Regions from separate parts of the Mus musculus genome. Here region 1 is linked to region 2. The links are chromatin contacts, called in public Hi-C maps. All regions are on one chromosome and are shown on one strand. The core of a region is the stretch at or near the end of the contact, and the rest is flanking DNA. Distances in the headings are between cores, read along the strand shown. Region 1 holds the start of Gpr37 (G protein-coupled receptor 37). Region 2 has its middle 230 kb from the start of Gpr37.

The links. Hi-C and Micro-C count contacts between places; a contact is called where the count stands out from the background.
Region 1: a contact with region 2 is called in a Hi-C map of cortical glia, with 4 times the contacts expected there. The contact joins the promoter of Gpr37 here to the enhancer-like site in region 2. A contact is called at or near these places in 1 of 39 promoter capture datasets (hippocampal neurons), 3 of 484 Hi-C or Micro-C datasets (Sertoli cells, brain and cortical glia) and 1 of 115 datasets of contacts at active chromatin or transcription factors (neural progenitor cells).

Annotation. Positions count from the first base shown.
Region 1 is chr6:25,685,700-25,691,293 of GRCm38.p6, forward strand. Gpr37 (G protein-coupled receptor 37) reads right to left here and starts at 4,281. Exons shown (of 2, transcript NM_010338.2): 1 at 2,414-4,281. The coding sequence starts at 3,397.
Region 2 is chr6:25,460,717-25,466,238 of GRCm38.p6, forward strand. No RefSeq gene overlaps it. Among named protein-coding and RNA genes, the nearest start is that of Gpr37, 230 kb to the right of the region's middle. Within about 2 kb of position 2,490, at least 10 of the 459 cell types and tissues checked have an H3K27ac peak or open chromatin away from gene starts, as enhancers often do. A contact at or near this core is called in cortical glia, where this site is marked.

The DNA.
Region 1 (5,594 bases), core at 3,031-5,530, 230 kb after region 2:
GGTCTGAGACTTGGAAAAGCAGAAACAGTGTTTTTGAGAGTTGGACTATTCCTCTTGTTCTTAGAAATTGGAAATTAGGAAGTTGACATCATGGTTCAATAATTATTTTTATAAAACATGCTAAAGTATTATAAAATTTATTCAGAGGAAGAAAATGCGGTGATAGGTTGTCATATATATTTTAACTAAAAGTACTGTATAAAAATACAAAAATGTGTAAGACTAGTCATGTTTTTAAATTAATATTTTCAAGCAAGCTTTTTCTTCTCTAGGAAAAAGTAAAATCAAATCTCAATGATGGAGAACAGAAAAGGTTATAAAAATTGTAGAAAGCTAAGCAAAACTACAGAGAGTAAAAGACAGAGTTTTACTAACAAGAAAAAAATGTTTTTAACAAAAGTCTTTATGAAAAAAAACTGACTTCAAAATATATATAAAGTGTTATTATAAGTTTGTAAACTCCCAGGCTGATACAGTGGACACACAGAAACTATAATTATCGTACTCTAGAAGTGGAGGCAGGAGGATTGGGAGTTCAAGGTCAACCTCAGCTACACAGTGAGTGTGAGGCCAGCTTCCATTACATTCCATCTGGTTTCACAAAACTAACAGCAAAATAAACACTTCAGAGTTAAAAAGAAATTTAAATGCATTTCTATTACTTAGAAAAGATAGGTCTCATTAAACTAACCTAAGTTTTAATAGTCTTTCTTACGTTTGATACAATTCTTTTTACTTGTGGTCTCCATCAATTGCTTTGGCCATTTGTTTCTTTCTCTGGTCCTTTTCCCTACCTTCTTTCATTGCCTTCCCACCTAATGTATAATGCAACCCCTGCCCCAATCTGTAGTTCCCAGTGAGGCAAGCCAACACAATTCCTGCTTGTGGGTTACCAATCCTGTTTGAACTTTACACTTTACTTTCTAAATCTCCTTCTGGCACAAGTCTTCTGCATTATTACAACAAAAAATCACAGAAAACTTAACATTGCCTTTGAAAAGATAAATGTAACATGACACCTAGTCTCTTATACTATCCAACTATGTCCTCTCCCCAGTAAATGGCAGCATTTCAGAGTCTCTCCGTGCTTGGCAACAGTGAGGCCCTGGATCCTGGTAAGTAGCAACAGCTGATTTAGTAGCCATGGATGGTCCTACATCTGAGCCCAAACTGAATAACAGAGGGTCTTGTTGACTCTCTGCCTCTGGACCTTCTCAGTAGGCACTGTTTGCTGTTTACTTATCTTGGAATTTTAAGCCTGAGACAATGTTGAACACAGTGTCAACTGGCCCTGGTGCCAGACAGGATCAGAGGCTCTGGAATATTTACAGTTTCCCTTCTTGTGTTTCTATAAATGAAATGGACAGCCTGAATGGAGAAAAATCAAGGCCCAGCTGGCTAAAACCACAACTGGCAGCCAAACACTTGGGTGGGTTCCAAGAGCTGGTGTTTAAAGAGAAGCCAATTTACAGAGCAAATTCCTACTGCTAGAGCAACGACGGGTACAGTAGCTCTAGCATGAAGCAGTAAAACCTTGTCTTGTTCAAACAATTTTCATCTCAAAGTTTGGAAGCTAACTCCTTTTTTACTTCAGAATTGTTCTTATGTTACCTATAAATCATTTTAAAATTGTTTATTCTTCACAGCCATAGCAGTGGCAAATTTGTGTCCTATGCTCTACAAATGTTAGATTATAGGAGACTGGACTAAGTCTTATTTTTGTTTAAGTTTATCCAGAAAACTGAACTGTTTCTAAAAGTTAACAAGGATCCACAAAGAAGTCCTAACAATGTAGAGGAAACAATAAGGTAGATATCTTAACCAATTTAAACTAATTTGGAGGTTCCTAATATATCATGAGGCCAACTACAAAAACTAAAATTGATGTTCTTTTATACATAAAATATAACCTCAGCTTTGGTAGTTAAAAATGAGAAAAAGCTCAATTGCCTCTCTTGGGGATGGCATGGTGGAATCACGATGAAATACTAGAACTTTAGTAAATGAATATTAATGATCCCTCCCCCACCCCACCCCCAGTACTACGTTCCCATAAAGACAACCATGGGCTGGCCATTATTTAACCCAGGATACCAAGTCAAAAATATCATATCCAGAGAAAAGCTGTACATATAGAACTATCACACACACACACACACACACACACACACACACACACGCACGCACGCACGCACACACACGCACACACACACACACACACACACACACACACACCAGGCTAGGAGCAATGGAGTTTGAAGATGGTTTAGCAAAGCTGCTTTCTTTCATACACACACGTGCTTGCATAAGTGACTGGGGGAAAGAGAAGGGATTCAGAGAAAGAAGCAAAGAGTCCCACAGGTAGGTGCTTATTCTCCGGAAACAGAAAAAGGCAGTAGCTAGAGGTCATTACCTCGATATAGGGCACGATCTTGCAGGAGAAATCTTCCAAAAGCCACTTCTTAGTCAACTCATGGAAGATGACCAGGGGGAGGCAGAAGAAGATGATGAGAAAGTCCCAGAAAGCCAGGTTGGCCAAGAGAGAATTGGAGATGCTCCTCATGTAGTAATTGTGACACACGATGCACATCACTGCCAAGTTGCCAATAATGCCGGTCCCAAAGATCACCACAGATAAGCACATGACCGCATAGGCTCCGTAGGATTCTTGGGTCAATGGGTAGAAGGGGTTCTTCAATCTCACGCGCCGCGTGGTGTTTCCACGGCGTGGACCCCCTTGGTCAGGAACCCAGTCATCTGCAGACCCGTTTTGCGGTAGTGCCCTGCCTGGAGGAGCAAGGGTCCTTCCTTCGTGTACTGCTGAAGGCCTGTGTTGGGAATCCTGGAGTTGTCCAGTTCTTCGTGGCCAGTAAAAAAGATCTCTGGGTTCCGTTTTCACACTGTGCTCCTGCCTGCTCTGGGGAATCCCATCGCGCTTGGAACTCATCTCTCCCCCCTCCGATGTCGGAAAGAAGAGTTGGGGATCCGTGGGGTCCCTTCTCCTCAAATGCCCGGATGGTTCTTTACCCTGGGCACTTTTCCATCTCCAGGCACTTGGTGGCTTGGTTGGAGGTCCCAAGGGCCCAGCAGCCGCCGCTTCTTCAATCACACCTGTGTCACCGCCCCTGGGTGGTGGGAGGTCCCAAGAGGTCGCCCCTCTCACCTCTGCTTCCAGTTTCTCTCTGGGCACATGGACTCGCAGAGCGTCTTTTGCCGAATTCCCAGGTCCACGGGCATCCCTGCTGCGGCGTTGGATCAGTGGGGAACAGCTCTCCCCCAGACAAGTTCCATTCCTGGGCTCAGGGACAAAGCTCAGGGCAGCAGAGACAGAAACCTTAAACAGCAGAAGGAGCAGCAGCCGCGATGTGCGCGAGAGAGGCGCGCCCCGGGCTGGCATGGCTCGGCGAGGGCGCACCTACTAGCCTGGCTCTAGCTTAGCACCGACACCTGCTGCCAAACTTGGTGCAGAGAGTTAGGCACATGTCACATACTCACCGCTGGGTAGAGGATGGGAGCAGAAGATTGCTGGGAGGGAACAGGGCGCTTGGGGAAGGACGGTGTCATCAACACATCCCTACAATCCTTCCACGTTTCATGTTCTGAGCATTTCCCAGCCAAATCTAATCCAAGCTCGGTGCACCCGAAGGTTCCCAGGGAAATAACAGATCCAAGAGGCTGACCTTGAAAAGTTGCGAACACCACCTGATTGTTCCCTAATGTTGCGACTGGGCGCAGCCTGGAGGAAGCCCCGCGCTCCTCCCAGCCTTTGGGTGGTGGCTGTCTTCTTGGTAACAGTTGCTCTGCTATTTACATCCTTTCCATACTGCTTTATCCAGTCGCTAGTAGAGGTCTCTAGAGAAAAAGAAAAACAAGTCCGCTCCACTAGGGGACTGGCTGTCACAATCCCACTCTCGGCTGGCGGGGGGGTGGGGGGTGGGGACCCTTGCAAACAAGGCACCACCGGAGCACAGAGGAAACTCTTGCTTCGTTTAACTCCGACGACTTTCAAAGGGACTGTTGCCAAGGAGAAGCCAGATTCGAAACCCGCGGCCACTGTCAAAGTTGCTGCTCCTTCAGTTCAAAGTTGACAAGTGGATGGCGCCAGCGGCTGCGCCTAGTGCACGGGCTGAGAAGGCGTGGAGTGGAGCGAGAGGGAGGAGAGGGCGCTGCTGTTTTGTGCACAGTGCTGTGGGCTGCAGGAGCTTGTCACTGCCACCACCATCGCAACCCGGGTGGAGAGCGTGGTGCCTGGAACCGCTGCTGGCGGGCGGAGCGGTGCATGGTGGACAGGGGAGGTGGCCCGGCCTCTCCCAGCGGCTCAGCCACTGCGCGGGCTTCACTCCAGGTCGCCTCCCTCTCGTCCTCCTTCTAGCAGAGCATCTGGTTTGTGGAGAGACGGGATCCCCTGGTGGTTTTACCACACACTAAACCCACACACGTTTCATTCAAGGCGTTCGCAGTAGCTTTCAATAGGAAGCTAGGAGCGACCCGGGAACAAGGGCGGAGGCGCCGAATCTGCACGGCTAAAGGCAAGGAGGACGTGAACTCCATGGGTTATTGCCCTAGATAGTCCAACCAACCCGACCTAATCTGTCACCACTAAGGAGGGGGTTGGATCTCAGGACCCCCGGTGCAGGCGGGGATCCCTGGAGGAGAAGGTAGAAAGGGCAAGCCTCTTGAGATCTGCAACAATTGGTAGCAACTGGTGCGCATGCTCAGGCTTCAGACTCCCCAGGGAATAGTGACACATTCACAGTCTTAGATTCCCCAGAGCAGAGTCAGAAAAGAAACAGACTTCATTGGTTTCATTCACTCGGTAAGAGAGTAGATTGTAAGGTAAGAAGGATCCAGGTGTCCCGTTACCTTTAACATTGACTTTGAAAGCATCCTACCAGGAGGTGGAGTTAGAGCTGATCACAGGGAGCAGGAGGAACGCAGCAACCTTGATATGTTCAGAACTGAGAACTGAGGAGGACCGAACTCCCATCACGATGCCCATGCCTTTCCAATTTTTATATACACACAACCCCGTGTAGCAATCTTGGTATAGCTGAGAAAACAGACAAATATCGGACCAAATTTTTAAAAGGGGAAGAAATAAACATGTGAGATAGAGACAAAGGCAACAACAGAAGAATTATCTAAGGGCACAATAGAAAATACAGTAAAAATACAATTGCAGTAAAGAGCCTCAAACTATCTACGTCCTAAGCACTGTCATTTGTGAATATGTGTTTACATAGCAAAAGGAACTCTACAGTGAGACTTACTTAAATATCTGGAGATGAAAAGAGTGTCACGGGTTATAAATTTGTGCACACACAAGGGACCCAAGAAGAAAAAGGTAGAGAGAGATGAGAGGGTAGTAGACTATGAAAATCTTTATAATTTTTTTTCTTGTGTTGAGGTTCAAATGGGCAGATGCACAGACACCAGACATAACAACAAAACTGACAAGGGTCAAAAAAAACAAAAAACTATTTTGGAAAAAGTTAGACAAAAATTAAAATACGGGATTTCACCAAAGGTTAAGTGTCAAATGACATGTCACAGGGAGGTAGTGTTCAGCACCAGCTTGTTGGATGACTGAAAAT
Region 2 (5,522 bases), core at 1,240-3,739:
TGTGGATGGAGAATGTCACCCCGGGTCCCACTAGCCACATGCCCAAGCTGTGGCTAGAGCCATCACAATGTGCGAGTATGCTATAGCCAGATGGGAGACAAAGAGAAGTGGTACAGCTTGAGCATCATGTAGCTACTTGAGGGTGGAGAGAGGTAGCCTGTTGTAAGTGGCCAGCCCTGCTACCTGAGGCCTGGGTAAAGCCCCAACCTGAGCTGACACCAAGGGCTATCCTGCATCCATAACTATTAGGAGAGTCAGGGGACATTGCTGATGTCTATAGCTCATGTTACCACTAGAGAGCACTGGGATCTCCTTGATCAGGGCAGCTGCCAGGACCATGTGGATATCCAGGGGATGTGTAGAACTGGCCCTGCCCCTCACTGGCTGGGACATTCTGGAGAGATAGCCCCATCTTTTACCAGCAGCATCATTCAGCACAGTGGAGCTGGTGCTGGTTGTTGTGTGGGTGAGCCAGTCTCTAGGGTGTGAGTGTGGGAGAGTTCACCCTGCCACTCATTATCTGTGGGGTGAGGCACAGAGCCTGTTCTTCTGAATGATGGCTACTAATATTTGTACCTACTATATTACATATGTAATATATGGTACAGATGATGTCATGCATGAATATAATCTTAAAGATTCAATCATAATAATAAGCTTTTCTGCCTTGGAAAGTGTTTATCACAGATAGATGTTGGAACCCCTTGGAGTCTTCCAGTTATTTTGAATAAAGAATAAAGGTTGTTAGAATTACCCTCTGATATTAAAAGAAATAGAACTGATTTAGTTTTTGTATGCATTAACCATTATGACACTGTCTCCAGTCCTTTCGTACTTTCTAGCAACTACTATTTTATTCCTGACTTTCATAAGTTCAATTTGGAGCTTTGACATGTGAATGACAAGGTGTGTTATTTGTTTCTGGCTTATTTCACTTGACACGGTGTACTCTAGTTCCATGCACGTTGCTATAGAAGACAAAATTGTGTTATTTTCCATAGACAAACTATATTATACACACACACAGACATACACACACCACACATTCCACTCATTCTTTGATGACCACTATAGTAGACTCTATAAAGTGGTTGTAATGATAGTGTTGTAATAAATATAAACTTCACATTTTAGTTTGATACAATAATTCCATTCTCTCTATAAATTTTTCTAGTAGTGTGATTGATATTTTCAGATAGTTGAAGGCTAACCATACTATTTCATTCAATTTAGCAGTTTACAGAATATGAGGATTATGTTTTCACATCAACTCTCATCAATTTTTGTAGCCTTTTGTATTTTTACTTTTCAGGATAGGATTTTATATAGCCCAGGCTGAGTTAAAACTCTCTATGTAGCTAAGTTTGGCCTTGAGCCCTTGATCTCCCTGCTTCAGCCTCTCATGTGTTATGGTCATAGGCATATATCACCACATCCAGCCTTTTTCTTTTTCTTTTTCTTTTTCTTTTTCTTCCTTTCCTTCCTTCCTTTCTTTTAAAATAATATCCTTTCTGAATTCAGACAGTATCGCCTTGTGACTCTAGTTTTCATTTTTCTGATATGCGTGACATGAAATTGGTTTTCTCAGAGGCCCCTTGACATGCTATAGCTTATGTCTTCGAGCCTGTCACTCTCATAGACCAGATGCTCTTTCATGTTAAGGTCCATAGCACCTTTATCTTTGTGTCCCAAGAACTTGTTCCAGTTGGAGTATGCAGTAGAAGTGCCATGAATAATATATCAGTAATAAGTGAGTGAGAAGGTGATTTTGAAAGTCTCCTTATGTCTACTCTTTCTAATCTCACCTCTGACCTTTGATATACACAGGCAACTCAAGGTATTTCTGACATTTTTTCCGAGTGCTGGGGGGGGGGCAACTTACAATTATACAGTGCAGAAAAGAGCCTCTTCAGAATCTCCATCTTTTTATCCAGCAAACAATCCTTCAGCACATCTGGTTCCCTTTACTATTTTAGTCATTTAATTGAAACTTTACCCCATGTGAAAAATTTGACTTTATCAAAAATTCAATAAAGTGAGTCTTAAAATGTTTGGGAGAGTCTTAGATGTCTGGAAATCTGGCTCCATCTGTCAGGGGTGGAAATAGTTGCCTTCTCCTTTTCTGTTTCCTTTCCTCTTGTCTATGCAAGACACAGAGGGACAGTCAGGAACCACGAACTGATGCTATCATACCTGTTCTGTTTATGAGGAGCAAGCAGATATTTATAAAGTTGCATTGAGGGGTTTAAAATATGAAAATAGAATTTCTATGGCACTAAAACCTAAACACAACCAAAAGTAAACAGAGAATAATTTTCACTTATATTTTTTTACATAATCTTCAAATAAACAAAGATGAACTTTTACTTAACTCATTTAAATCAAACGTGAAATGTTGGTGCCTAATAATTCAGTCTCACTGTACTGGCATCTCTAATTGGCAAAGGGTTGATGACATCGTAGATTCTCTCATCATCCGAAGAACAGTGAGTCAGATACACAGAGACAATACTGCCTTTTGTTATAGGCAGTGACATCTCATCACACCCCCAAGAAAACAACCTCCCTTGAAAACAACCGTACTTCTGGGGATATATCAGTAATTAGGTGTAAAGCCACAAGAAAGAACTAGGTCTTTGAGATCCACTTCTTATCTATGTCCTATTGTTCATGTTATGATAAAGAAGTTTGCTATACCCATTTGTTCTTCATGGCCCTATTTTTGTGGGATGGTCACACAATGCCTACCGCCCAAAAATGTGTTCTTTGTATTCCCATTAGGTGACACAAAGTAGCTCATAACATAAGGCTCTTGTTCATTAATGAGTAATTTTAAAAAATCGTTAAAAAATCAATTTGCTCAAAGCAGTTACTTTGAATTTTGGTATCAGTGTTTGAAAGTAGCTCCCTCTCTCCTGAGCAAGGATACCTTTCATTGCTGTTGCTTTGCAGTTCAGGGAGGGAAACAGTGTTCAACTCCACAGTCCTGCCTTCTGTGCACTAGCACAGAACATCCTTATTGTGAGCTGTGGAATTATATGTGCACCAAAATGAAGGTGAGACATCTTTTAAAAGGAGAATGGCTTTGGAATTGTCAGTAAATGCATTTAGAGTGAGTGCATGCTTTATGGAAAGAGCTGCATGCATGCCAAACTGTATAAGGAGTAAAAAAATTAAATAGATATAAAGACTGACATCAACATTGTAGCTCCATCATAGAACATGTATGTAGCATGCAATAGGATCCACCACTAGAACCATAACATAAGTCAAATTCATTAGGAACTCTTAATTAGATGCAATCATTACAAGTGCATGTATGTGGCCAATGTAAATATGATGACATTACATTATTTAATAAATTCTATTATTTATTATTGTCATTCATTTATTATTATTTAATATTAACTTAACATTGAGTGCATAAAATAAATTCAGTACATTATTTTTAAATTAAGTATTAAGTACAGAACATAACATTAATGACAACCCTATGGAAGTGAGGACATAGTATCTATCTAGGTTTTTAGAAGTCTGCAATACAGTAGTATTAAATGTATTCTCTATTCTGGAAAGTGTTGTGAGGAGTTCTCACACTTAGGCCACTGTCCCATTTTCCATGCACCAATCCCTTGGCAGTTCTTACCTGACTGCTTCTGTGCTAAACTTTTTCACATTTCACATATAAGTGAGGTGATGCAGTCTTTCTCCCTCACTTAACTTTAGCACTCATAAATCCTCAGGATTTATGTACACTGCCCTAGATAACAAGACTTACTCATCTGTGGGCTACAGAGCATAATAAATGTGCACTAATTAACTACACTTTACTTATTTATTCATCATTCTTTTTTCTTTATTACTCGGGGGTCCTGGTTAGTTGAGACTGCTGGTCTTCCTATGGGGTTGCATTCCTCCTCAGCTTCTTCCAGCCTTTCCCTAATTCAACCACAGGGGTCCCCGACTTCAGTCCATTGGTTTAGTGTAATATGCATCTGTCTCAGTCAGCTGCTTATTGGACCTCTGCATACCATAGCATCAGTAATAGTGTCAGGCCTTGGATCCCTTTGATAGATCCCAAGTTGGGCCAGTCACCTCCTTCCCCTCAGTCTCTTCTCCATTTTTGTCCCTGCAGTTCTTTTAGACAGCAACAATTCTGGGTCAGAGTTTTTGACTGTGGATGGTAACCCCATCCCTTCATTTGATGCCCTGTCTTTCTACTGCAGGTGGACTCTACAAGTTCCTTATCCCCACTATTGGGTATTTCATCTAAGGCCACTCTCTTTGAGTCCTAAGAGTCTCTCATCTCACAGGTCTCTGGTACTTTCTAGAGGGTTCTCCCACCTTCCAAGCCCCAAGGTTGCATATTTCTATTCATTCTGCTGGTCCTCAGGGATTTTCTCCTGTCTCTCCTCCCTCATACCTGATCATGTTCCCCTTTTCCTCTCTCCCTCCTCTCTCCCACTCAGATCCCTCCCTCTTTCTGCCTTCTGTAATTGTTTTCTTCTCCTTCCCATGGGATTGAAGCAACATCACTTGGGCCTTTCAGCTTGTTAGCCTTCTTGAATTCTGTGGATTGTATCCTAAGTATTGTGTACTTTTTGACTAATATCCACTTATTAGTGAGTACATACCATGAATGTTCTCTTGGATCTGTTACCTCACTAAAGGATGATATTTTCTAGTTTTATCCATTTGCCTGTAAAACTCATGATGTCCTAGTTCTTAATAGCTGAATAGTATACCATTGTGGAAATGAACCACATTTTCTGAAACTATTCCTCTGTTGTGGGACATCTGGGCTGTTTTATTCTTCATGCTAAAGTATGCATTGTCATTCGTTTCTAATCAAGTAAGAATTAATTTTTCTTATAGCCAAATATATTTTTACTTATAAATTTAAAATTTTTAATTACAACCTAATTATTTCTATTCTACCCTTCTCTTCCTTCCTCCAATCTCTACTGTGATCTTTACATCTAACCCCCTTACATACTCCCACTCCCTCTCAAATTGATGGCTTCTTTTAAAATTTGTATTATTTTATATACATATGCATTGAATATATTAATATAACCTGCTGAGTCCATCTGGTGTTGCTGTGTGTATGTGATCCCAGGGCTCACCAGTTCACATTGGATAACCAATTAAGGAGCTCATGCCTGGGAGAGATTAATTCTCTCTTTCTTAGCAGTAATTTGTTGTCTAGGGGTGGTACCACGTAAAATCTAACCCATCTGCATTAGCATGTCTACTGATGTTGTCAGTGTTTGCATTTTATTTGGCAGCAATGTTGATGAAGCATCATGGGTGTAACTTATCTGTCATTTCTAGAAGATACAATCCTGTAGCAATCTCCTTGGTACTCTTATTTTTACAATCTGTCCATCTCCTCTTATTCAGTGGTCTCAGAGCCTTAGGTACAATAAATGTGTCATAGATGTATTTGTTGAGCCTAGTCTCCTCACAGTCAGTTGATCTCTGCATTGCAATACCAGCTGTGGTTTTTTGTAATGCTCTCC